Linked DNA regions of Mus musculus: region 1 is linked to region 2. A link is a contact called in public Hi-C data. All regions are on one chromosome and are shown on one strand. Each heading gives the region's core, a stretch centred on a gene start, on an enhancer-like site or on the middle of the called end of the contact. The rest is flanking DNA. Distances are from core to core; before and after follow the strand shown.

Region 1 (3,548 bases), core at 922-3,421, 330 kb after region 2:
CAAGAGGTCCCAGGTTCAATCCCAACACTACAAAAAATAAAAATGAGGAATTCATATGCTCAAGTTTAGCTTTCAGTACCTTAGACTGTGATTCAATTAGGAAACTTGTTGAGGGGGTAATTAAGCTAAAATGGGATCATAAGAGTGAACCATAATCCAAAATAGCAAATTTGTGAGAAAATAGAATTTGGATATCATTTCCTATAAAAGAAAGGAATAGGGAGGCAGAGGCCAGCCATGTGCTACACAAGGAGACCCAGAAGAGAGCCTTCACTCTCACACACTGGAGGAAATCTTGGACTTGCAGCCACCAGAAGTACGGGAAAGACTTCTGTTGTTAGAGCCATCTGGTCTGTGGCTCTCTGCTATGTTCGTTGTAGAAAGTGTCCCGATACCTCTGCACATGCTCTCAGACCATTAGCTCCCCAAAGGCCCCCTGAATCTACCAGACTTAAGTTTTCTGGGACTGGATATAGCTCAGTTCTAGAGTGCTTCCCTACCATGTACAAAGTCCCAGGTTCAAGCCCCAGTACTGGAGGCAGAGCACGTCATACTCTAAACCCTAACTGCACATTAGGGGTGGGGTTTTAGCTCAGTGGTGGACAGCTTGCTTGGTCACCAGAGGCATGGCTTGTCCACAGCACCCTATAATAAATAAGCAGGTTTCCTTTGAAATTCCAGACTTGAGCTACCTGTTTCATGTAGTAATGTGTCTCCCCACGCGCTCAATGCTTTATTACTTCTGGTTTTGTTTGATGTTGTTGGTTTGGGATTTGGGGAAGGGGGAGTCTGCCCACCCATTTTCGAGGTCTACCTTTGTGCCATCCACCAGAAGCCAGCAATCAAAGAAAAGTTCTGGTTTTGCTAGAACAATTATGTGTGTCAAGTATAGAAAGAACACCCTCTTTTCAGAAGATAGAGAATTGCCTTCCAGCAGAGAGAGAGAGAGAGAGAGAGAGAGAGAGAGAGAGAGAGAGAGAGAGAGAGAATGAATCAGAGGGGGTGGGTAGGTGCCATAAACATGGGGGTGGGCATGCTAGAATATCAAGTCATTCAATAGGAACATTAAGTCCTCAGCTCATCTTCAGTAGTGGCATCTAGTCCCATAGCAGGGCCACAGTCTTGCCGCACTATGACTTCCTGGGCCTCCTGGTACAGAAAATGCAGTACGTGCTTCTAACATACACGCCAACCTATGCATCATAAAGAATGAATTCACTGCGGCAGATCCAACAGAAATAATTCCCAATAATTTGTCAGAATTAACCTTTTGGTAAAACATAAATTTGTCTAAGTTTAAAGCACTTGGAAGGGGCGCAGGGGTCCACTGGTATTATCCAGATGCTGCGTCAGCAAGTTGACAGTAGCGAAAAAAGACCAGTGCTGAACACAGCGACTGCCCTGTTCACTCCATCTTCAGCACCATAAACAGAAGCTGCCAGTTCAGCACAGGCAGGCAGTGATTCACCGGCAAGTACCCCTTCCATGGTTAGTCCTAGAAATGTCAAATCGTGTAATTAACAACAGACCCTAACAAGTTTGCAGTCAGGTCTATAGTAACAAATGAGGAGTTTCAGGCCAGCCTTTTCAAGTGTTCTCAGGCTTACGATTCTTAGTATTCAGTAGCCACCATCCCATAGAACACAGAAGAATCCCAGTCCCCACGGGGAGATTTCTGTGTTGGAAGCAATTACTGCACACTCGATTTCCTCCAAACGTTGGCCAAGAGCCTGCACCCTTATTGTTCTTTCCTGAAAGAAGGGAATCTGGCTAAAATCAGCACTTTCTTCTAGACATTTCAATAGTCATCACTATTCAAGATCTTTTTTAACATTAAGTTTTTATGACCAAATACAAAACAAAACTAACCCAAAGAAAGGCCAGTGAGTTTGCTTAGTGGTAAAGACATTTTGCTGAGTTAGATCCTTAGGCCCACATGGTGGAAGGAGAGAACAAATTCCCAAAAATTGTCTTCTAATCTCTACAGACAGGCTCCAACACTAGCACCTATGCAGAGTGACACAAAACCACAAAATACATAAACGAACTAGCTAGTAAAGAAGTATAACTTTTAATTTTTTTTTTTTTAAGTAGATAAGGTAGGCTTGATGGCACATACCCTTAAGTCCAATACTGGGGAAGAAGTAGCAGGCAGATCTCTTATGAGTTCAAGGCCAGCCTTATCGTCATAGGAAGCCCAGGTCAGCCAGGGACACATTAAGAAATCTGGTCTCACAAAAAGTTAATAATTAATTGCAAAGTAAAAACTTTTAAAATCTGGGATTTTCCTGATAACAATAAGAAAAAAATTTTGTGGCAACATTTCCATGAGTCCAGAAAAACCTGAAAAATCTATGTAGTTTTCACAATTTTATTATTTTACAAAATAATTTTATTATATTATAAAAACTTTAACATGGATTAGAATGCTCAATATTTATAGAATAGTCAGCATTTTTTTGTTGTTGTTGTTCTTGTTTTGCTTTTGTTTGCGGGAGAGGGCTGTTTGTATTGGTTTGGTTTGGTTTTAGTTTTTTGAGATAGGGTTCCTCTATGTAGCCCTGACTGTTGTGGAACATGCTACATAGACAAGGCTGGCCTCAGACTTACAGAGATCCACCTGACCCTGCCTCCCAGGTGCAGGGTTTAAAAGACATGCAGCACCACTGCCTGGTGAATAGTCAACATTTGTATGAAAAATACTTGAAAATATAGATCCCTGGTCAATCCAAAGACCAAAGTAGTTGAATCGAGCCTTTCCAAGACATTTCAGCCTGATTATTCTGAAACATTTCATAAAATGGATTTAAATTTCCCTTGGATATCTCACCCAAATCAGAAAAGCAAATATATTAATTTCCCTTGGCATGACTGTAGCCATCTTGAATCACAACCCTTTGACTGTCCTTGAGATTTTCCTCCACACTTTCTCAGCAAACTAGGTTTAAGGGTGAAGTTAGCAAGACTCATCTCTAGCCCTTGCAGATGCAACTCACTCCTTGGCAAGTCACTCAGCTTCCACAGGACCAGCTACCCTTGCTTGTCACAAGCCACACACTTCCGAGATGAAACCACCTTACAATGTCAACCAATATTGACATCTACTGAACTGTTTGACAACCATTAGCCTAGCCAATACAAGTGAATAGCCAACTCTTCCTTCATTTCTAGGTAGACACTTAAAAATCTGTGCTAAATGCATCAGCCCACTGCTGTCAGGAACTTCTAATGGAGCTTTACGGACAAGTAAATAGAGCTCATGGCTCAGTAGGCTGATGGCCAGGTCTCTGTATTCACAGTTGTAATTAACAATGGACTACATTAATTGGTTGGATAAATGAAGTCTCTCTAAGCCAAACACTATGGCGATGGTTGTCATCTTCATCATGCAGCCTAAAACAAGAATCTTAAACCTATGCTCAGAAGCCAAAAATAAATAAAATAAAACCATTGTGAAGAAACTTAGAATTCCTAAGTAGTCACAAAGGAATTAAACAGAGCCCAGGATTTCCATGGAACCTAGGAGAAAGGATCATTTCATGGGATTT
Region 2 (4,095 bases), core at 620-3,119:
GTGGTTATTGAACACATAACCTGAAAAAAACCAGGGAGATGGCTCAGTGATGTTGTGTGTTCACTGCTCTGGCAGGGTACTTAGGTCCCAGCACAGCACAGCAACCACATCAAACAGCACACACCTACCTGTCTGAAACTCAGGTACAGGAAAAGTGAATCTCTCTTTTCACTTCTGCAGGCTCCTGCATACATGTGTACTCAGGTACACACACACCCACATGCACATACAAAAAAAAAAAAAAACTGAAAGGAATTAAGAGTGGGTACTAAGGCTCTTCCTGGAAGCTGTAGGTTATTAAATAAAATCCCCAGTGCCAGTTGTGGAACACCTCCCTATGGCCAATGAGATCCTAAAAGGTTATTGCCCCAGATCTGTGTTGCTACCTGGACCTTGACAGTAAGGCTCTAATGCTGAAGATACCCCATACTCAGAGAAAACAAACGACAGCTCAGCTAGAAGCTTCTTCCTAAGAACCTCATCCATCTTCATAGCGTCAGGAGTAGTTACATAGACTGCTGGGGGTCGGGGAGTCATCAACGATTTGACCCAGTTGTCAATCGTAACTGATAAGCAATTCTGTGCCCTCTGATGCAATAGTGGCATGACCGTTATAAGGACAACCAATCAACCCCACTGGATTTGAGGCCAGTTTTACAGGAAGGACCTTATGCCTGTTTCTGTAAATTTTGTCGAGAGTCCATGGCTATGGCCATCATAGGCCATAACGGGGGACCTACTACCATCTTTTTGGCTAAATTGTCTTGTTGTCAAACTACCCTCTAAATATTCTATCTTATAGCCATAGGCTAGTACTATTCTTAATCTTAGTCAGAGAAGCTGCTTACCACAGTAGACAGTGTTCAATATCTTGTCACCTATAAGTGACAAGAATAAGTAGTGATGCAGTGCTCATCAGCAAATGGGACAGTTGTCACTTCCTCCATGGTTCAGAGACCATCACAGGAGAATGTGTTGAAAATAATGTCAGGGAGAGAAGAGAGAATAGGGAGACATGCTGCATAAAGACATCTCCTGGATATGATGCAACTCATGAACTGACTTCATCTTTGGTAATCTGCATAAGACACACTCAAGATTGAGAATGTAAACATTTCATCACGGACAGGAAAGAGGCCCATGAGACGAGATCCCTCTACAAGGGACTATTGTCAATCTGTGGTCGTTGGGCAAGAGGATCATTTTATTCTATTGTAAATTCACTGATAAGTAGCCCCTGTTCCAGGCAAATACCTCTTAGCCACATAGGCAAGAAACTCTACCTAAATTCAATGGTCCACAGACAAAAATAACTATTACATATGCTTAGACTTCCAGAGTCTCCCTATCCACCTTAACTCTAATATCAACAGAGAAAGGTGTGCGAGGTAGAGTTCCCATCCTCTCCCCCTTATCAGAGCAGCATGGCTGGCCTTCACATTGCTGCCTGGGAGAATTGGTAAAACCCTAGCTGGGGACCTCATTGAACCCTGACCTCATTTGACCCTGTCTTCCTATGCATCACTCATCTCCTGGACAGGATTACATTTCCCAACCTCTTCCACAGCAGCACTAAGAAAGGAAATTGCAAGCTCTGTGTGGTAAATGACCTGGACAGTGCAAAAGTCTTGGGAGGGAGGTAAGACGGAGGGGTGAGGAAGCACAATGAGATACTTTCACCCTGCCAAATTCCCATCCCTCGTTGGGCTGTAGGGAGATGCCAGAAAGGAAAGCCAAGAAGAGGTGGGAGGCTAAGTGGAAACTGCTCCTCCTCTTCCCTGGCACTTCCTGGCTGGGTGTCTGTAAACATATCTCTAGCACTACCCCACACAGGGAGTCTGGGGAAGAGGCACAGACTTGTTTAACCCCGTGAGCCATGCCATCTATATCAGAGGCCTCGGTAACTCCTAGAGAAGACGGGCAAATGCAGTGAGCAGGTAAGGACAGGAAAGGTGGCGTGTAGCCCAAACATCGATCTTTCCACTAACGGTCAGAGAGCCCTTGGGAAAGACTCCAGGATGAAACTGGACTATATACTTAGACTATGGAAGTCTAAGTGTATGTAATAGCTCCTTCTGTCTGTAGACCATAGAATTTAGGTAGAGTTTCTTGCCTATGCAGCAAGGAAGAAGCCCTACATGTTCTTTTGCTTTCCCACCCTGCCATCACACTGCCAAGGCCCTCCCTTGGTTCTGTACAAGAGGAACAAGGTGCTATGGCTGGTGGAAGAGTAGTCCGCAGCACAGAAAAGAGCTTGGCCTAGAGACCGAAAAGCAAGCCAGAGTGAAAGGCAGACACATTTGGGATGGTGAAATCCCAACCCATTGACTTGTGGCCAGAGCAGAGCCTGTAAGTAAATGTGAACTTGCCAATGGCTCTCCTTGTATGAGCCAAAAGTCAATGTTTGACAGACTGGGATCTGTGCCAAACTCCAGCTCAGTGGCCTCCCACAGGGGACAACTTCAAAGAAATGAGATTTAGTGAAACAATCTGTGTCTGTTGCCAGAGGCCTGGGCTCACAGGTCAGACTCTGAGCCCATTTTCTGGGCTCCCAATCCTCTGTGCTCAGTTCCCCCTCAGGTACTCGACACCAATATTAAATGTTTCATTGATCTGCCCTGTCCACTAGGCAGGGGTAAGAGCTGACCTCTTTTGGACATTACATCCTCAGGACCAAATAAACTAGTTCTAGACTTTAAAATGTAATAGTTACTAGACACATGGCCTTTGCGCACTTGACACATGGCCAATCCAAGCTTATGGACTTATGATAGAGATATATCATCAGTTTAAAATACACAGTAGATTTCAAGAAATATGTATGAAAAATAAATTAAATCATCTCTTTAATTATTTCTATTAATTAAATATTGAAATCGCATTTTACATGTTAGGTTAAATAAAATACACCATTAAAATGGATTGTCTCTGTTTCTTTTCTTCTCTTTAAAATCACTCATGTGATGTGTATTATATTTACATTGGACTACAGTGTTCGGAGCATGTTGTAAGTGCAGAGAGATGGATGGATAAAAGGGAAAAAAGTCTTTAAAACTTGACCTAAGAAAGATCAGCATTAATATTTTTATATCTACATGGAACAAGTAGATCAAAATGGTTGAAAACAAATGAAGCATAGCTGTTTTGGGAAGCAACTTTTGTATCTGGAACAACATTTAACTCTGAGTCATTTGCTGTGAGAAAATGCTTACTGTTCTTATCAGAACTCCTAAAGCATGAGAGAGTGACAGGCAGTTGGCCAGGCCACATAATGCAGGCCAGACTCAGCCTTCAATCCTGCAGTAAGGATTTAGAGGAACAGAAGACCAAGACAGTACTGACTGCAAAGAATTATCAGAGAGGAAAGAAGGAAGAAATAATTAAAAATAAGGAGGAAAGGAAAGAAGGAAGGAAGGAGCGAGCTTACAAATAACAAATCTGGAATTCCTATATCTGCTAAGTTTCTTCTTATTCTAAATATAAGGTTCCTATAATCTGATTACTTTTAATACACTCACTAGATTTTTAATGGACAATCTTCTACTGACATCTAAAAATGAAATCATACCAATGTTTTATAGACTTTTTTTCAAAAGACTTAAGGAGGAAGAATGGAAGGAAACTTAGACACCTCCTAAATCATTGTCTAAATATTACCCTGACATCAAAGCCAGACAGGGTGGCTACAGATAGAAAGAAGAGAGAAATATAGATAGAAGTAGAATAGAAAACTATAGCTCAATGTCTCTCAGGGACATCGATGCAGAAAAACAAAACCAAAAATTCCTAATGAAATATTAGCAAACTCAGTTCAGTCACACGGTGAAAGGAAAAGGAATGGAGGATGGTTCAAGACACTAAAACCAATCATGACAATATATGACATTAATAGGAAAAAAGGACAAAATTTTACATGATCCCCAAAAGTAATACAGAATAAAATAACCAAAAATCAATATCCAATGTCCTTCTTGACAAAAACACTCCATATACCAGGCAGCAAAGGGAATCACCACAACATAATTAAAACCCTAGACAGACCACTGCAACCAATGGCAAAAAGAATGAAAAGAATCTTCCTTTCAGAGCTAGACT

The links. A called contact is a pair of places that touch in the nucleus more often than the background predicts.
Region 1: a contact with region 2 is called in a Hi-C map of liver, with 6 times the contacts expected there. The contact joins two enhancer-like sites. A contact is called at or near these places in 8 of 484 Hi-C or Micro-C datasets (adipose-derived mesenchymal stem cells, cumulus cells, liver and 1 more) and 3 of 115 datasets of contacts at active chromatin or transcription factors (embryonic basal ganglia, embryonic hindbrain and pancreatic cancer cells).

Annotation. Positions count from the first base shown.
Region 1 is chr13:28,858,615-28,862,162 of GRCm38.p6, forward strand. The region is part of intron 2 of 2610307P16Rik (RIKEN cDNA 2610307P16 gene); the gene reads right to left. Among named protein-coding and RNA genes, the nearest start is that of 2610307P16Rik, 25 kb to the right of the region's middle. Within about 2 kb of position 2,172, at least 19 of the 459 cell types and tissues checked have an H3K27ac peak or open chromatin away from gene starts, as enhancers often do. A contact at or near this core is called in liver, where this site is marked.
Region 2 is chr13:28,530,047-28,534,141 of GRCm38.p6, forward strand. The region is part of intron 7 of 2610307P16Rik (RIKEN cDNA 2610307P16 gene); the gene reads right to left. Among named protein-coding and RNA genes, the nearest start is that of Gm40841, 110 kb to the left of the region's middle. Within about 2 kb of position 1,870, at least 68 of the 459 cell types and tissues checked have an H3K27ac peak or open chromatin away from gene starts, as enhancers often do. A contact at or near this core is called in liver, where this site is marked.